Linked DNA regions of Drosophila melanogaster: all the other regions are linked to region 2. The links are chromatin contacts, called in public Hi-C and HiChIP or PLAC-seq maps. All regions are on one chromosome and are shown on one strand. The core of a region is the stretch at or near the end of the contact, and the rest is flanking DNA. Distances in the headings are between cores, read along the strand shown.

Region 1 (2,700 bases), core at 183-2,682, 280 kb after region 2:
AATTGATGGGGATTAAGGTAAATGGTTTACATAATTACTTTATTGCCGTCGTAAAAATGAGAAATAGGATATACGGAATCCTTAAAATATTACAGGAAGGGATAAAATCGTAATTGTTCTTTTTTTTTACGAGCGACCAAACGATCGTTAATTGTGGTTAACCCTAGAAAACCTCTTAGGGGTTGCTACGAGTGAGGACTCAATACTTAATCTAGCCCAACCAAATTTTGCTACACAGTTAACTTTGGTTAATCATGAGTTCATTAATGTTTTTATGTTTTAAAGGACCTAAATATGCAATAGATATCAGGTATGAATTATAAATTCATTTGCATATGTTTGTGCATACATTTTTATTTTTTTGTATTCATCAGCACCGAAGTTCAAAATTGTTCTCTGTGTATGGGTATTTGTCTACCAACCAATTAGTGGCTACTGTCTACCTGGCCTGCGACCTTTGAACTTGCTGTGTGGCCGGCAAGTGGCAACAGTTGGTCGGCCATAGAGCGGCTCTATAAAGATCTATTTTCCCCTTACTCTCTGTCTCTCTCTCTCTCTCTGTCTGTTTGTAGCTCTCTCTTTTTTCCCATAAGATGATTTCTGAACGCAGATAATTATTCTTATTCTTATTATATTTTTGTATTAATTTGAGCCAATAATTTTGCCTTTTTCCAAAATTAGTTAAGCATAATAATTTCTATTATATTTCTTATTAATTTAGAAACGTGTTCAGCTCAAAGCTAAACAAAAACATGTCAAAAGAAACGGAATTTTTGTTCAGTGCAATAAGATCTCTGAGCGGATCTATTCAACAGTCCAAGTTCTACGTCGTCATCATGATGGTGTAAACACATTTGCCAAATCACATCACAGCCCACTGTTGAGCCGGTCTTGTGAGAGTGCGATAGAGAGGGGTCGCCCAGGCCAAGACAGAGAGACAGAGAAAGAGACAGGTGGAGAGAGAGGGAAGGCTATTGCCCGGCAACTGCTAATTGGGATGGCTAAATGCTGCATTGCATCCTCTGCCGCGATTCCTGCTGCACTTACGGTGCATCGTCGTCTATCCTGGCGCTGCCCACGCACGAAGAGAGAAGTTCACACTCTTCCCGCCTTCCGCCGGCGGTACAGAGCAAAAAAAAATTTTATTAATTTCGGTTAATTACAAATTTGTACCAGGGACTTAAGCTAACGAATTTCAGAACCGAAACATTCATAAGCTTATGCTTAACAACGTAATTATATAAAATAAATAAAATTGGGAATTTGCTAGCATGCCAAGCATGTGATGTGTAATGTGATCCTTGGTCAAGAGATTTACATTCTCTCTTGCTTGCCCAATGCAAATTTCTCTCAGTGTACGGGCCAGCTCTCTCCGACCATCTCGCTCTCGTTCCGCCGTTTTGCTTTGCCAGTGACTTTGCTTTGCTTTGGCGTAGAGAATGCTATAAAGCAGACCGCAGCAGTGGAATAGCAGCAAGTCGACTGCTGGCCGCGTAACAGTAAACACACCAACGAGCGGACGTACACGGAGCGAAAGAAGAAGTTGGCTACCACGAAAGAGTTATTGTTTGTTAGAAACACCAAGCGCAGCAGCAGCAGCAGCAGTACAAATATTATTGTGTGCCGTCCGAAGAGAACAGCTGAGCCACACGCTGTTTTTTAACGCTGTTCCGTTCTGCGGCACTTGCTGTTTGTTATCCGTATCCGTCGTGTTTCGTCGTCGTATTTGAACTCTCTTTTTGTTACTGTGCATATATTTTTGAAATCTCTGTGCTGCACACAGCGCAGGGGGAAAAGTGCTAGAATTAGCAGATCATCAAGACATCTGGCTAACCTGTGATTTCCAACACACCCGAAGGCAAATTGGCAACAAGTTACCACCGTAAGTCTCGTGTCGATCAACAAGTGAAGATGTTAGTTAAGTGTGGCAAAAGAACTGAACAAGAATTTATTGCATTTGCAAATATACATATGTACTATACCGATAGGAACGCGTTTTAAGAAAGTAATCATGCTTTTAATTTACGTGATGTGTGACTGTTATTTGTGATTCAATATAAGAAGATTAAGAAGATTAATAAGATTTTGTGAAATTTTCAAACTATGCCCAAGACAAATGTAGCCCACTGTTTTGGGGGTAGGGGATTTTCAGAAGCTTTGCTTTTGAGCATAAACCGTAATTAGAAGGCATTAAAAACGTGTGATTTGGAAATTCGTGAATTAAACCTTATAGGATTTCTCTCTCTCTCTCTCTCTGTGAGAGAGTGTGAGAACCCAAATTGAGTTTAAGAATTAGCTGAAGTTTCCATAATAACCACTGGCCAAGTGATTAGTTCACATGGTGGGTGGAATCCGTCTAGTCCAAACCATAATCCCCTGCCCAGTCTGATCTGATCCCGGAACCAAATTGAGTTTTGCCAAAGGTTTCAGCATTTTTCATGTGCATTTTTTTTTCATCTAACCATCGACGGGGAGCAGAAAATGTTTACCAAATTGAATTACACATTTTTATGATGTGCTGGTGCCTTGCTCTTCCCCCTTCCTCAAAGCCACCGCCACCCCGCCGCCTGACAGGCCTCAGGTGCTGTCCTGAATCTGGAAATCCGTGTGTCCGGGTGCCGAAGCCGGAATGGAAGGAGTCCACGTTTTCGAGAGCGGGAATGCATTTATGGCGCCGCCATTAGGGTGGACCAGTAAATT
Region 2 (2,700 bases), core at 174-2,673:
GCAATAAACCTATGTTCATTGAAAATGCCACTCGTAACATTCAACTGGAATTTCTCTCTCTCCCTCTCTCTGATTCGTATGAATATGCGAGGGTGTTAAAATACCGCCGAATCACTTAATTGACTTGCAAATGGAAATAGATTGCTAGGTAAACGCGTTTGTCACTTATGTATGCTTTAAAAACAAGTAACTACAAATGGAAATAGTTAGAGATTTAATGAACATTATTCATGTGTGCCACCGATCGTTTCAATGCTTTGCGTTTTCAAATATTTAATTTTGCTCGCAGAGACCAGATTTTAATATCTTATCTCATTATCAACAATTACATTTTTCTGCTCAGCTAGAAACCCACACACACACACACATATAACGGAATATCTTGGCACAGGTGATTCTCAAAGTTCGAAAAATTCCGTTATGCCCTACATAACGGTTGCATAAACCGTATGGGACTCGAGATCGAGCGAAAGGGGAGGGCACAAGACGCTGGCTAGCCATGTGCCGGGGCGGGGGAGGGGGATTTACTAGCGGGTGGCGGGCAGCAGATACACATGTGTTTCTTGGCCGGAGACAGCGGCGGAGAATTTAGAACTGGTGACTCATCCTCCCCCAGAGCGACGGCAAAGAAATACACATAGTGTATCTGGGGCGAGAATTGAAGCGGGCCGCTCGCCTCCTATGAGGCCCACTGTTTAGTACATACATATGTATGTATGCACGTATGTACATATGTACATACGTAGGAGAATCTGTGGGTGAAGAGCTCCAGACCAGTGGGCGATGTGGCAAGATGTGCGCCTATATTTAGAGGAGCCAACAACGAGGCGATGAGTCGAGCGATTCGGGATTGGGTTCCATCGCAGTACACCCGGTAGAATCAGGCTATGTGGAATTATCCCAGTGTTGGGATCCCACTTGTATCACTATTACGCTTACCTGGTGGACTCGAAGAAGTTCGCCTCGCGGTTCATCAGCTCGTGACGGAACTTGGCCATCTCCTCCTCCATTTTGCGCATCTCGGAGTCGAAGCGCTCGCGGATGTTGCTGAACTCCGTGTCGATGACGCTGAAGTCGCCCAGCTTGATGGGGATATTCCTCTTGTTAGCCTCGGCCATTGTTGTGCTGTTTGTGGTGGTTTATTTGGTGGTTGCTTCGCTAGATGGAATCTCCAATCTCTTCGCTGTACACTGTATACCGTATATACTGTATATACTGTATACCGTTCTATTATTCTCTGTTCTGTTCTGTTCTGCTCAACGCGCTTTCGAGCTTGTTCACTTGCTAATCGACGGAGCAACCAAAAAAAAAGGGAACTCGATGGGTTTTCTATATGTATTCGAAACTCAAGACGTTCAAGTGTGTGATTTCGGTTGGACGTATCGCACAGATAGCCGCGTTTCAATTTCTGAACTGTTTTGCATTCACAGTGTGTCTTTGCTTTTATAGCTTTCGTACCGATTGTACTTCGATTGCCGCTGCGCAGCAGTGTGGCGATATCGATAGACCGATGAAGCCGCATTTAGTCATCGATTTGCGGATTTGATTATGTTTCTATTGCCATTGGATCAAAAAGAACTTCTATCCGCAAAGGGAATTGTTTAAGCGTACTTTAACCACTAATCGTTAGCGGACCACCCAAAACACTATATTCGCTGTATTGATTTTGTATTTTATGGAAATAATGACGCACGGGGAACACATTTAGAAGTGAAACAATAGTTGTAAGACAAATTTGGTTTATACAAAATGACCGAAAACAAGGAAGCCATGATTTATTTTCCGTTAATAAGCTAGTAATTCATAAATGCAATGAAATAACATAACACATTTCAAAGCTCCTAAAAAACTTTCTAGGAACAAGTGTTCAATTAGCAACAATTAATTAGTTGATGATCAACTTGATCTTGATAAGTATGCTTAAAACTTCTCGCGTGGGAGCCATTCAGTCATGGAAGTGAGTTCCTCGAACTGTGATTCCAATTGCATCTGGTTCAGCATTTGTGTGCTGTGAGTGCGAGTGGAAAGTGTGAGTATGAGTCGTGTTGAGTTAACCGGTTAACCGATCAACGCTTCCTACCGTTTTGGGAAATGATCTTCGGTATAGAGAGAAAGAGAGAGAGAGAGAGAGAGAGTTGCACATTGGTGGAAAGTGCATTTTCCGTCCTGCGGTGGGTTGGCATTATCCATCGTCCTAAAATAGAACATCTATGGCGTGATGGCCCACGATATCTTGTCCATATTCGCGGGGTTACTTACACCCAGAGCTCATCATCATTAAGACCTTAAATCAAAAAGCCAATTCCGCCCATTGTGCGAATCGATAAATCCCAATATTAGACCGGGTGGGTGGAGAACGTTGGCGGCCCAAATACACGCAGAAAAATATATGTCATATATACATATGTAAATTTAAATATCTCTATGCTGAGCTAAGATTGGAAATTGTACTGTTGTAAGCTTGTTAGCTATAATAGGATATGTTTCCTAATCTAACAGAGAGGCATTATAGTATCTTAGTATCTGTGTCGTTTTCTGCCAGTGTGCTTGGCCATATCCATGGTACTACCCACTCCGCCGCATCGGTTTGTTTGTAAACAAATGCGAAATGACTCAGCCGCGTGACATTGGCGGTCGGAGTCGAGAATCGGGAATCGAGCCAAGTCGAGTCCATTCGATTCGATTCAATTCCTTTTAGGG
Region 3 (2,700 bases), core at 33-2,532, 320 kb after region 2:
TAAGTAAGATCTATGTGCATTGTTTAATGAAATAACTAAGCCCAACCGATAAGCAATAAATGCAAACGAATCCACGACAAATCGTGGAAAAAGACCAAGTTAACTCAATGTAGCAAACTTTTGGGCTCGGCGCGGAATGCTACACTGAGAACTAAACTAGCCGATGCCCAGATGACGACATTCGGATATTCTATATACACAAATTACTACTAGATTAAGTATATTTTGGGTACTTAAATTTATCATGGATTATACATATATATATATGTATATATATATAAATATATATATTTTTGTCGAATTAGTAAAACAGTAAGGAGCGTTTTTGATACAAGCGTTTGAAGCGAACTTTTGGAAATGTATTGCCCGATATTGTAGCCCTACTAAATAATATATTATAATAATAATATATATATGAATATGTGTGTATATTAAATTGGTAAAATAAAGCGATGAAAAGTATGCATTTTTGCGAATAATATTTCCTGGAACTGCACAGGCTGGAAAAGTTAACAAATTCCAACAGATTAGATCTTAGAAATCTTAGAAATAAAAAAAGGCGTGCGGCTTAGCCTTCTTTAAAATAGATAAATAAATGGGTATAGATGAGTAACTGAAGGAAAAGTGCAAGGTTTTTAAAATCATTTGGGAACTCAAACATCCGGTTAAGTTACACCCAACCCCATAATCGCCATCATTTAGTGCGAAGTTTATGCGTTTATAGTATCGAGTTGAGCAAAACTCACCGTCTGCGTGTAAACAAATGTAATGCGTGAAGAATAAATTTAAGTTTGTATAAATTAAGCAGTAGATATCTCGCAGGAGGGTGTGGTATGCGACGACCCACGAGGACTGTTGTAAATCTAGTGACAAACCTGTCCGTAGCACTAGGTCTGGAAATTCTTATCAGCGTAGGAGTCGGGCCAACTTGTTCTCGATAAAGACCCCAAATGATGCTCCAAAAATTGTTTTGTTATTCGCAAATGTACCATTACCATTACAACACGGAATTTGGAATTCGGGGGCGTGGTAGTAGGGCGTAGACAACCCACCCACCCGATCTCTCGTCTATTTACACTAGCGGAAATGCTTGAAAATCACGACGGGGGCCGGCACCGCAGGGAAATTTGTAAACTGTATGCGAGTATCTGGGCTAATCTTATCGGGAAAGCCATATTATGTATGAACCTTTGTCATAAGAAGCTTAGCTTGGCCATAAAGTCCCGAGGTGCGATAAGCGGATAATCGAGGAGGCTGCTACTGGTAGCGCCGACTTATATGATGGGATTGATATACGCACACGGACGGATGCCTCAGACTGGGATCGTCTGGTTGACGATCGAGCACCGACTCCAGTCGCGCCCAGCATACCAGATGAAGAAGTCGAAATCCTACACACTGGAGGCACCCGATGGCGGCTGGGGAATCCTCGTCTGCATTGGCATGGCCCTGCCTTTTGTAAGTACTAACGCAGGGAACTCAATCGGCCAAGAAATGCAAAGTCAGTGGGTATCGAGGTGGTTCTTAAGTGAATGGAAAATAGTTTAAATAAAATTCAGAGTAAACTTTTTTTTTCTAGAACTAATGATATAATGGCATAAATAAAGAACGCAATTAGCATAAATTCAAACGATTACTTACAGACAAGTGCCCTTGCGGCTTTGCCATCGTTTGGCCTGGTCTTCGGCGAGTTCCTGAAGAGCATTGGAGCGGAGACGAGTGCCATGGCCATCATAACGAGTGCCTTCTTCTCGTCGATGAGCTTCGCCGGCCTGTTCTCCGGCTCCCTGTTCCAGCGCTTTGGAATGCGGCAGGTGGGCGTCACTGGCGGCATCTTGTACTTCCTGGGCACTGGAATGCAGTTGTTCGCCACCTCCACGCTACACCTGATCATGGCCTTTAGCGTCGTTCAGGGATTCGCCTTCGGGCTGATGGTGCCCACCTGCTATACGACATTCAACCATTATTTTGTCAAGAACCGCGTGATGTGGATGAGCTTTGCCCAGACACTGATTGGCTTGGGCTCCATGCTATATCCGATTGTCATGCAGAAGTTGATGTCATGGTACGGCTTCCGCGGTTGCCTGCTCATCCTCACGGGACTGAATGCTCATGCGGTGTTCGGGATGCTGGTCATGCACCCAGTGGAGTGGCACATGCGTCGCGTGCCCATCCAGCCCGAGGAGCAGGAGGAACTCAAGGAGTTGAGCCCAACGGTGGTGATTAGAGTGCAGCCGGAAACACCGCTTAAGGCTACCAGAGAGGAGCCCAACTTTCATACCGCTGATCCAGGAGCGCGAAAGCTCTCCCACGCCGAGGAGCAAATGCTGAAGGTTCTGTCCAGTCGGGCCTCGAGCATCACCAGCCTGGGCAATTGGTCCGGACCCGTGGTGGTCAGTGACGCCTCGCCCCAGATGATGCACAGCCTGCAGACCTCACGGCGTCCGAGCACGATTGCCGGTGCATCAGGTGCAGTAGCTCCAGCCCACGCTACCAAAAAGAGCTGGGTGCGCACCATCGTCGACTTCCTCGATCTCACGCTGCTGAAGAAGCCCATTTTCGTTAACATCGTGCTGGGCATCACCTTTGCCCTCTACTCCGACATCACCTTCTTCACCATGCAGCCAGTCTACCTATTTGAGCTGGGATACAGCAGGGTGAGTCATTACCACAATATCCACAGTTAAGGGCTGGAGCAGT

What was found. Hi-C and Micro-C count contacts between places; a contact is called where the count stands out from the background. HiChIP or PLAC-seq counts read pairs in DNA pulled down with a chosen protein or histone mark.
Region 1: a contact with region 2 is called in a POLR2A S2P HiChIP or PLAC-seq map of the Kc167 cell line, with 4 times the contacts expected there. The contact joins the promoter of out here to the promoter of CG14207 in region 2. A contact is called at or near these places in 1 of 107 Hi-C or Micro-C datasets (the Kc167 cell line) and 1 of 6 datasets of contacts at active chromatin or transcription factors (the Kc167 cell line).
Region 3: a Hi-C map of the Kc167 cell line shows a contact between it and region 2, with 3 times the contacts expected there. The contact joins the promoter of CG8028 here to the promoter of CG14207 in region 2. A contact is called at or near these places in 2 of 107 Hi-C or Micro-C datasets (the Kc167 cell line and embryo) and 1 of 6 datasets of contacts at active chromatin or transcription factors (the Kc167 cell line).

What each region holds. Positions count from the first base shown.
Region 1 is chrX:19,320,838-19,323,537 of dm6, reverse strand. out (outsiders) reads left to right here and starts at 1,432. Exons shown (of 5, transcript NM_001298506.1): 1 at 1,432-1,882.
Region 2 is chrX:19,603,922-19,606,621 of dm6, reverse strand. CG14207 reads right to left here and starts at 1,423. Exons shown (of 4, transcript NM_001298517.1): 1 at 940-1,423. The coding sequence starts at 1,118.
Region 3 is chrX:19,278,931-19,281,630 of dm6, reverse strand. CG8028 reads left to right here and starts at 1,282. Exons shown (of 5, transcript NM_001103561.2): 1 at 1,282-1,458; 2 at 1,644-2,657. The coding sequence starts at 1,309. It overlaps CG8034, which reads left to right. Exons shown (of 4, transcript NM_133148.5): 4 at 1-399.